Linked DNA regions of Arachis hypogaea: region 2 is linked to region 1. A link is a contact called in public Hi-C data. All regions are on one chromosome and are shown on one strand. The core of a region is the stretch at or near the end of the contact, and the rest is flanking DNA. Distances in the headings are between cores, read along the strand shown. Region 1 holds the start of LOC112750084. Region 2 has its middle 7.8 kb from the start of LOC112748197.

Evidence for each region. Hi-C and Micro-C count contacts between places; a contact is called where the count stands out from the background.
Region 2: a contact with region 1 is called in a Hi-C map of leaf, with 2.3 times the contacts expected there. The contact joins the enhancer-like site here to the promoter of LOC112750084 in region 1. A contact is called at or near these places in 3 of 8 Hi-C or Micro-C datasets (all in leaf).

Annotation. Positions count from the first base shown.
Region 1 is chr15:28,892,747-28,897,584 of arahy.Tifrunner.gnm2.J5K5, reverse strand. It overlaps LOC112750084, which reads left to right and starts at 3,000. Exons shown (of 19, transcript XM_072218947.1): 1 at 3,000-3,799; 2 at 4,011-4,466; 3 at 4,558-4,838. The coding sequence starts at 4,425.
Region 2 is chr15:29,166,649-29,171,486 of arahy.Tifrunner.gnm2.J5K5, reverse strand. No RefSeq gene overlaps it. Among protein-coding and RNA genes, the nearest start is that of LOC112748197, 7.8 kb to the left of the region's middle. Within about 2 kb of position 1,941, at least 3 of the 3 cell types and tissues checked have open chromatin away from gene starts, as enhancers often do.

The DNA of each region.
Region 1 (4,838 bases), core at 1,751-4,250:
CGAACTCCTACTGGACATCTTAAGGAAACACCAAATGCGCCTCAACCTGACAAAGTGCGCTTTCAGGATGGAAGCCGAGAAGTTCCTAGGTTTCATGTTCACTCAACGGGGGTGGAGGCAAACCCAGAAAAATGCAAGGTCATTCTTGAGATGAGCAGCTCGACAAATCTCAAGGACGTCCAAAGGCTGATCGGTTGATTAGCCGCCCTTTCTCGCTTTCTCGGTGCCTCGGCCCAGAAGGCCATCCCTTTCTTCAAATTCATGAAAAATGGCATAAACTTTAAATGAGAATCTGAATGCGAGGAAGCCTTCCAACACTTTAAAAGAGTATTGGCAAAACCCCCCCTAAACTCTCCAAACCCAGGACGGGGGAGACACTTTACCTCTACTTGTCCATAACGGAGGAAGCACTAGCCGCGATGCTCGTTCGAGAAGACGAACAAAGAATACAAAGCCCTATATACTTCATAAGCAAAGTCCTCCAAAATGAGGAGGCACACTATTCTCGACTCGAAAAGCTCACCTTCACATTACTTACAGTCTCCTGACGCCTTCGACAATACTTCCAGGCCTACCCCATTACGATCCGAACCGACCAGGCGGTCAGGCAAGTGCTTTAGAAGTCGGACCTCACAGGAAGGATGCTCGCATGGTCCGTCAAATTATCACAATATCATATCAGATTCGAGTCCAAAAATGCTATTAAGGCCTAGGCTATGGCAGACTTCATAGACAAAATGACCCCAAAAAATGAGCCTGCAGAAACCTGGAAACTCCGTGTTGATGGCTCGTCGAACACCAGCTCAAGAGGAGCAGGAATAATACTAGAAAACAAGAACGGAATCGCCATAGAACAATCCATTTGACATGAATTCCCGATATCTAACAATCAAGCCGAATATGAAGTCCTCCTAGCCAGACTAACATTAGCCAAAGAAGTCGGCGCAAAAGTGGTAGCAGTCTACAGCGTCTCCCAGGTGGTCAGCACCCAAATTAACGGAGGCTACCAAATACGGGACCCCCTGCTATAGCAATACCTAGCCAAAGTAAAAGAATTGACGGCCGAGTTCGGCAGAGTAACCGTCCAACACAATCCCAGGGAACAGAATGCAAGGGCAGACTTACTCTCAAAACTAGCAAGCACCAAACCAATCCCGGAAAACCGGTCACTAATTCAAGAGGTCATCAAAACACCGTTCGTCTTAGTCACAACCTCAGTCGACCTCCCGGTCACGAGCCAGCACTCTTGGACCTTCCCAATTCTCCAATACCTCATGAACGGGACATTACCCGAAGATTCCAAGGAAGCGAAATGCTTGAAACGGGAAGCCACGAGCTACACCACAATAGCAGGGCAATTAAACAAGCGCGGACTCTCTTAGCCCCTCCTCAAGTGCATTGAACCCGGCGACACGGACTACATACTCCGTAAAATCCAAGAAAGGTGTTACGGCCACCATGTGGGAGGGAAGACCCTGGCCCAAAAGGTTATATGAGCATGATACTTTTGGCCCTCCATTATTAAGGACTCCCTCCAACTAGTCAAAAATTGCGACAAGTGCCAAATCCATGCTGACTTCCACCAGGCCGCCCCGCATCAACTCAGTATCATAGCGGCAGATCAGCCTTTCGGAACCTAGGGAATCGTTCTTGTTGGTCCCTTCCCCACGGCTCCTTGACTTCTCCGATACCTCATCGTTGTCATCGACTACTACACTAAGTGGATCGAGGCCGAGCCCTTGGCCTCCATCACGGCCACCCAGTGCCGAAAGTTCTTCTGGAGACACGTCATAACCCGATTTGGAATCCTAGAAATCTTAATCTCAGACAATGGGACCCAATTTGCGAACAAACGGTTCAAAGAATTCCTGGAAAGAGTCGACATCTCCCAACGGTTCAGCTCGGTAGAGCATCCATAGACAAACAGGTAAGTAGAAGCGGCCAACAAAATAATAGTGAAAGGAATCAAGAATCGGCTAGACAAGGCTAAAGGACTATCGGATTGACGAGCTTGGATCCATCCTTTGGTCGTACTGGACCTCCCCTCAAGCCTCAACCAGAGAGATCCCCTTTCGGCTAACGTACGGCCTAGAGGCCATCATTCTGGTAGAAATTTGGGAACGCAGCCACGAAGAACCATGGGAGGACACGACGAGGAAGTAGAACGGGAGTTCACGGATGGGGTCAAGAGCATAGCACACCTACGGGAGCTAGTCCTAAAGTAGAGGATAAGCCTAAGATACAATCGCAGTACGGTGCGACGGGACTTCGGAGCGGGAGAACTCGTCTTACGGTGAAACGACATCGGTCTCCCCACCCCCGGAGAAGGGAAGCTCACGCCCAATTGGGAGGGCCCTTAACGGATCAGAGCGGTAATCAGGAAAGGAGCTTACAAACTCAGGCGATTAGATGGGACCAAACTCCCGAGATCCTAGAATGCCACCAACTTGTAGCGCTACTACACGTAGAAGCATCCTCCCAAACGAGGAGATCGAGGTTGTTTAGATTATCTTTATTCGATTTTTCTTTTTTTTTTTGCTGTTTCCTCTTTTTCATTGTTTAAGTTCACTTACTATGTTTTTTTTTTTTGGGTACTCTTTCCTACGGACATCGGGAGGTTTTAATGAGGCCCAAATTTTAAATAAAATTTCTTTTAAACAATTTTCCGACGTTTTGCCCCAACCAAATGGCACGAACTAAAACACGGCTACACCCAGGGACCGATCACTCCCGAATCCAAAAAATACGAATATCCACGACATAAATAAAAACTAACACATCCCATAAAGAGGCCCATTACCTACAAACGGTCCACCAAGAAATCTCAAAATATTCATAACAAGTAAAATGCCAAAACAGCTCCATATCAATAAACGAGCAAAGTCATAGCCAAACAAACGGCTACAAAATAGTGTCATGAAAACGGCCTACAAACTTAAAGAAATATTACAAAAGAAAATTCACTATAAATTTACAATCTGACCATCCTTAATAGTCTTGAACGCCCTTTTTACGGAGACGTCTATACCCGGAGCAAGGACCAGGACTTGGGCCCTCATAATCTCTTCGGCAGCCGAGATTGTGCCCTTAACATCTTCCAATATAGATCCCCTTTCTCCTTCTTCAACTTCGCCACCTTGGCCTTCAAAGCCTCCGCTTTAGACAATAACACGGTGGCTTTGGACTCAGCATCGGAGGAGCGCTTACGCTCACTAGCAAGCTGAGTGAGGAGAGAAGTTTCAACTCCGGAAAGACGGAGAAGCTCAACACTAGCATTCTCGGCATCTTTCGCTGCCTTTAGCCGAATGGCCTCCGCCACCTCCAACTCCCCCTTCATCTTCCCGACCTTCGCCTGAGATTGGCGAATCTTGCTATCGAGAAGACCTACCTGAGCCAACACCGGCTCCGCCTTGCGAACGATAACGGCAATACAGAGAAGAGCTCGATATGACGACCTCGTTTGACCAGCGACGTCACAGTCGAAGTACTCCTCGGTACTCAGGAGGAGGTACTGGTCAATAAAGGCCGGAGCATCAAATCCCCGATCCATCACTGACGGGACCGGTCCCTCCTCCTCCAAGTTCTCACCACTGCTACCATCTGCTGACCTCCTCGGCTTCCGACTCACTTCAACGACCGGAACCACGACCACCCGCTCCTCAGGCCAGGTGAAGCATGACCCCCACCTTGGGCTAAGACCATCTCCTGAGAAACGGTCCGGGAATCCGCCTGAGGACGGAGCTACCCCTCCTTCCGTGGTCTCCATCTGTATTGTGGTTTGCCTGCTACGTTCTTTCTTGTCAGTTTCTACTTGGATTCTACCCTTTCTCACCATATCGCTGAATGACCCCTTTTTTTCCCCTTCACTCTATCTTCTTCAGTCTCTACCATCCATTCCTCTTCTCTTGGTGTGAGGGTTGAGTCGTGGTTGCCTATATATTCTTGTCCCTCTACTTCTACCCTTACTTTCTTCCCCGCTTTGAGTATCTGATTGTTGTTTCTTCCTGCAGCATCATCTGGAGTATGTGATCTGGAGTGTCCTCCCCCGACGTAACCGCCCCTCATGAGGCTAAATGGATGCCTGGGCCAATTTTCATAAACCATGAAAATAGACCTGGTTGAGCCCACTTATCTTGGACTCGAGTCAGGCCGAATCGCCCCATAAAGCCCAAACCACCAACGCTTTTCAATCTCACTTACTGGTATAGCCGTAGTTTATAATGGAAATTGGAGAGAACGACGACACTGATAACTGATATCTTACTAATACTAGCTACCAAGCTACCTTCTTCCCACTCTTCCTTTTTTTTCTCTGCACTTTTCAGTTCTCTCACTTCCACTTCCACCAAGCAAAGCCTCTCCGGTGAAATCAATAATCACTGCGTCGAATCTATGCTTCTTCATTTCTCATAATCCTCCTACTTATGGCCTTCACTTCCACTCTCTCTCTCTACTCTCACCCTCAAGTAATAACTAACTCTCTAACTACCATAACTTACCGTTTCTTCTTCCTCATATTCTACAAAACCCTAACGCTTTCGCTCTTTCTATATGCAGGTTCGTCGCTGCCGCCACCGCCGACTGCAATCGCTGCCGCTGACTGCAGCCGGTTTGGGCAAGCTCACACTGCTTCCGATTTGGAGAACGCGTGCAGCCTCCAGAGCGCGGTTTGGATGCTTCGTCGTTAAGGCCTCTTCCAGCGTGGAAGGAACTCCGGCTCGTTCCACCGGTTCTCGCAGGGTCTACCGCCGGTCTCAGGCCACCGCGGCGCCAATTGCCCCTCTGAAACGAGTTGCTGACTTTGTTGCTCCATTTGGATTGATTTTCGCCATCTCTTT
Region 2 (4,838 bases), core at 692-3,191, 270 kb before region 1:
TAAAAAATTTAATCAATTGCATATTAATAAATTACAGAAGTACTACACGGTTTATTCACTTTTCATACAAAATTGAATTTAAATAGTGTATGGATTTGATATTTCACATGTATCAGACTATTAGGTGCAAAAGCTTGTCTAATAGTCATAGGCATTATATTAATCATCAAAGAAATAATGAGGACCAAAGGAAGTTGATTATTAAAGGATTTTATACAGAACACAAAACATTTAATTAGTAATAGAGTGAGTGACATGTGTATAAAAAAAAAAGCAAGACAAACAAGAGTGGCGTTGTTAAGAATCATTTTCATTATTTATTCCAATAATGAATCGATAATATTACAGAATATAAGCAAACTATATTTAATTGTGTTACGTGTGGTACGCATATGCATTAATGCATGCACTTGAGTAATCATTGTCATTATTTTTAGTATGATCATATATTTAATTTCCGATACGCAATTCACAACCTTAGTTTTCTTGGGTATTGGTGTGGATATATGTTTCAGGTTATTATTATATATAAATATAATTAATATGTACACACACATTGAATTGACCAATTCAGTCTCAGCTTTGATTCCTCTATATAGAAAGAATATAATATAATATAATATAATATATATCACTCGATGCAAAGTAATAAGACAGGATTTCTCATTTATTACTTTTTATTAATAGCTTTCTTGCTGGATCTCAATTTCAGTTAATTTTATATGTAAATGTTGAAATACAATAAAAGTTATAAAAGGTTGAAGTGTACGTGTACTATTATTTTTTGATAATTTGTACTAGTTTTATATAAGTGTAGTTATTTTTTAATTGTCTACTGTATCTCTTAGTCTCACAAATTAAAAACTAATTTGTTATGGATATGAGTTTTATTTAAAGGTTTGTTGCTAATAAATGAGTTGCTGAATTCATTTTTTAAATTGTTATTATATAAATCCTGAATTAGTTTTATTTAAATTATCAAGCTTATTATTATATAAATTATTTTAATAAAATATAAAAGTAAGCTTTAAAATAATTAAATTTAAGAAATAACACGTGAGACATGTACAAAATAATCATTCATTCTCTTCACTTAAGGGTCTTGAGCTTTTTCTGTATGTAACAAATTATGAGGGAAAAAACTATTATTATTCTAAGAAAGAATAGGTATAGGGATCAACTTTTAATTGGTTAATATTAATTAAATTTTTGTTATAAAAAAATGTTTTTAACCTTCATTTTTTTTTTTTTGAAGATTTAAGTATTAGAATTAGAATTCAGGATTTACTATTTATGATTTAAGACTTAAATTTTAAGATTTAGAATTTAAAATAGAAAAGTAATTAAATTAATTGATACTAACAAAAAAAAATTGATTATCTAATTGCACTTTATTTTTAGGCTGGGTTCATATATTCACTTACGGTTAACTTTTTTTCTTTTTATTTATTTATTTTTCCGTTGGAGAGGGGAGGTAATGGGGAAAGGAGTCTTTTAACTTATAATTTATAAATTAAAAACTTTGGATATATTTGATTAGGAGTAAAACTAGGATGAAATTTTGCATGAATAAATTAATATAAGAGTAAATTTATACATAAAAATGTATACTTCATTTTAATTTTTTATCCCCAACTAAATTTATCCGGATTAAAAAATTATAGTTGTTTTGGGATGACATTTATATGTGTTTTTTTTTTTTTGTTTTTGGACACCGACATTTATTATACAGTTATCGTGAGAGGCCGAAGCCCAAGGGAAAGAAAAAAAAACTAAACTGTTATATTTCCTATGACAAAAAAAAACCTGTTATATTTCTAAGTCCAAAACATCTCCAAAGATGTCCGATTACATTTTTGAAGTAAATGGGCTTATTCTTGTTATGACATCATTTTTGTTTTAAAATGTAAAAAAGAGGCAAAAACAATGACAATTCGTGAGAGCTACTGTAAGCCCACTAACATTAGTATTACCCTCCTCCTATGATTCTATGATGCACGGAGGGACCTTTACGTTGCTAAAATAAAATAAATACAAAGACCAAGAATTAAATAATAACAAGTTATAATTCAAATAGTATAGTTTTTTTATCTTCATTTAGATTTGAGGTTCACTCCTAACTTTAAAAAAAAAAAAAAAATAAGATAAATATTATCTTAAACAAAAAAAAAACACTCTAACTTGAATTTTAAACATAAATTCTAAATTCTCATCCAATTAGAGTTAGCTCAAATGATTTAAATTCTTAGGCTAAAATTTTTTTTCTCCTGTACTCCTAGTTCAACCCTCTATTATACCAAAACAAGAAGTACAACACTCCTTACTAAGTAAAAAAGGTGGTCTAAAATTAAATCTCTTATTGTGATTTTAAAACCGACTTTTGAACCAAAAAAAAAAAAAAACTAAGAAAAATAGTTCATTTTCGTGGTTATGAACCACGATTTTGGTTTCAAAAGTAAACCTCATTTTTTATAGTTCTGAACCATGATTTTTTATCACATAAAAGCAAAAACTTTTCGTTATTATAAACCACAATTATGCAGTTTCAAATTTTCTTATACAACATCCACATAATCCTCTTGTGTCTTCACTATGGTAAAACATGTCTTCTTTTTTATTTTTCTGATAATACGCTTCGTTTTTATTAGCATTTACTTTAAGAAAAAATGAACATAAATACACAAAAGATCACACGAAGAATAAAATTATCTATCAAATGTACACGAAATCACTTCCACCTTTTTGCCAATGAAGCTCCATTTCTGTTAATAAAAATTAACATGTGGCACTTTTTTTTTTCAATGTTGACACTATACAATTAATGATATAGCTATTTAAGTAATTATAGTATTAACTCATTCACTCTTTATCTTCCTCTGTTGCTTAGTCTAGTGAAGTACACCACACTAAACTAATAGTAAAATCTATACACAACAGATTATAACGTGAACAACTAATTTAAATTAATAAATTCAGGTTAACTTAGCTCACACTTAAAATATCTAGTTTTAGTAACTAATTTTAGTTAGCAATAGCAAAATAACTAACTTTAGACATTTCACTCAGTTATACTTCAATTTACCTAGTTATTTCTATTAGCTGAATTTTACTTCCACGGGTTAAAAAAAATTATATAAAAATACATATTAAATACATATATATTCATTCATATATTTCGATATCTAATATCTTAAATTCTAAATGGTTTCGTTACAGTTAATCATGGTAAAAATGTTATACCACTACAAGAAATGTAACAAAAATTATTTTTTTTTTAACAAAACTTAATCATTGTTATATAATAATAATGTTTTGTAATAACAATATAATTTGTTACAAAACGTTTTGTTATTTTGTAACGATTTGATTTGTTTGTTACAAATTATATTAGCTTTTGTAACAATCAGTGTTTTTGTTATAAAATTTTATAATATTTTGTAACAAAAGATAAAGTTGTTACAAAAGTTTAAAATATTTTATAAGAAAATATTCGTTTGTTTCAAAAACTCCAATTATTTTGTAACAAAAAATTAATTTGTCACAAAATTCAATATTATTTATAATAAAGTATTTATTTGTCACAAAATACAAGAATTTTTGTAACTAAAAAAAATTATTTTAAAATGTTAAGACTTATTGCCTTTTTGCATGTATTTCTTCATCCATGAAGTAGTAAGAACAAATAATGGAGTATATAAAGAGTACAGCAAGCATATGCATATCATGGAAGCTACATTGTCTCCTAAGTACAAGAGAAAGAATATAAAAATGATTAAATTATATGTCTCTACTCTCAACTTGCATTGTAATAATTTCAACTCCGAATTTCGTTCTCAGCAAGGGAACCGGGGAGCAAAGAACATGGTTTTTCAGCGTTAATAATTCACACGTTATCTTCAATTCTTCATCAAGAAAATTAAAATTTAAAAAAAATGCGTCATTTAATTTGTCATTTCTTTTCTTTACAAATTTATAATATATATGATCAAATATCAAATATATTTAATTTAAAGGTGTTGCATCATTCTCCACCCCTTTGATGTGATATCTATATATGAAGAGGTGAAACAAGGAAATAATACGTATATTTAGTGTTTCTTTATTAGGTAGCAAGTAGCCTTCTCTCAATAATAATTTCTCTAATCTTTCAAGGCAAAAAACATTATATTTTTTCATGTCAATAGCACACCTGTCTCCTAAACAAACAAACAAGAAAATAATAATAATAAAAACAACCTAGCTAGGTTGAAAGGTATTCAAATGCTATGTACTATCTTTATAGTTTAGGGAAAACATGATGTAATGGAGTTCAGGTAAAAAAAATATTTTTTTTATAAGTGTGAATTGAGTGATATATCTTAATATTATAAATTTTAGTATTTTTTAAAATTGTAAAAAAAATTAAAATTGAAAATCTGATTTTAAAATTTTTATTTTTTAATTTTTTTAAAACAGAAATAAAATTATCTAATTTCTTTATCTTATATTTTTTTTTACTTTTTGAAACAAAAATAAAAAAAGTTTTATTTTTGTACCCTAAATCAAATGGCACCATATTTGATATTGCATCCCAACATTAGTCAATAATCTTAAAAATCACTATTATCAACTCAATATTAAAGATAATTTTCGTAAAAAATCATCAATTATTTTTTAATTAAGATTAAGTAATATTTTTAAAAAAATTAATTTTTTAATTTAAATTTTAAATATTAAATATTAAATTTAAATCTTAAATAATAAACGCTAGATCTTAATCCTAAATCTTAAATTTTTTTTAAACAATAAGAGTTAAAAAAATAAATTCGTAATTAAAAAAATAAACTAATATTCATTAA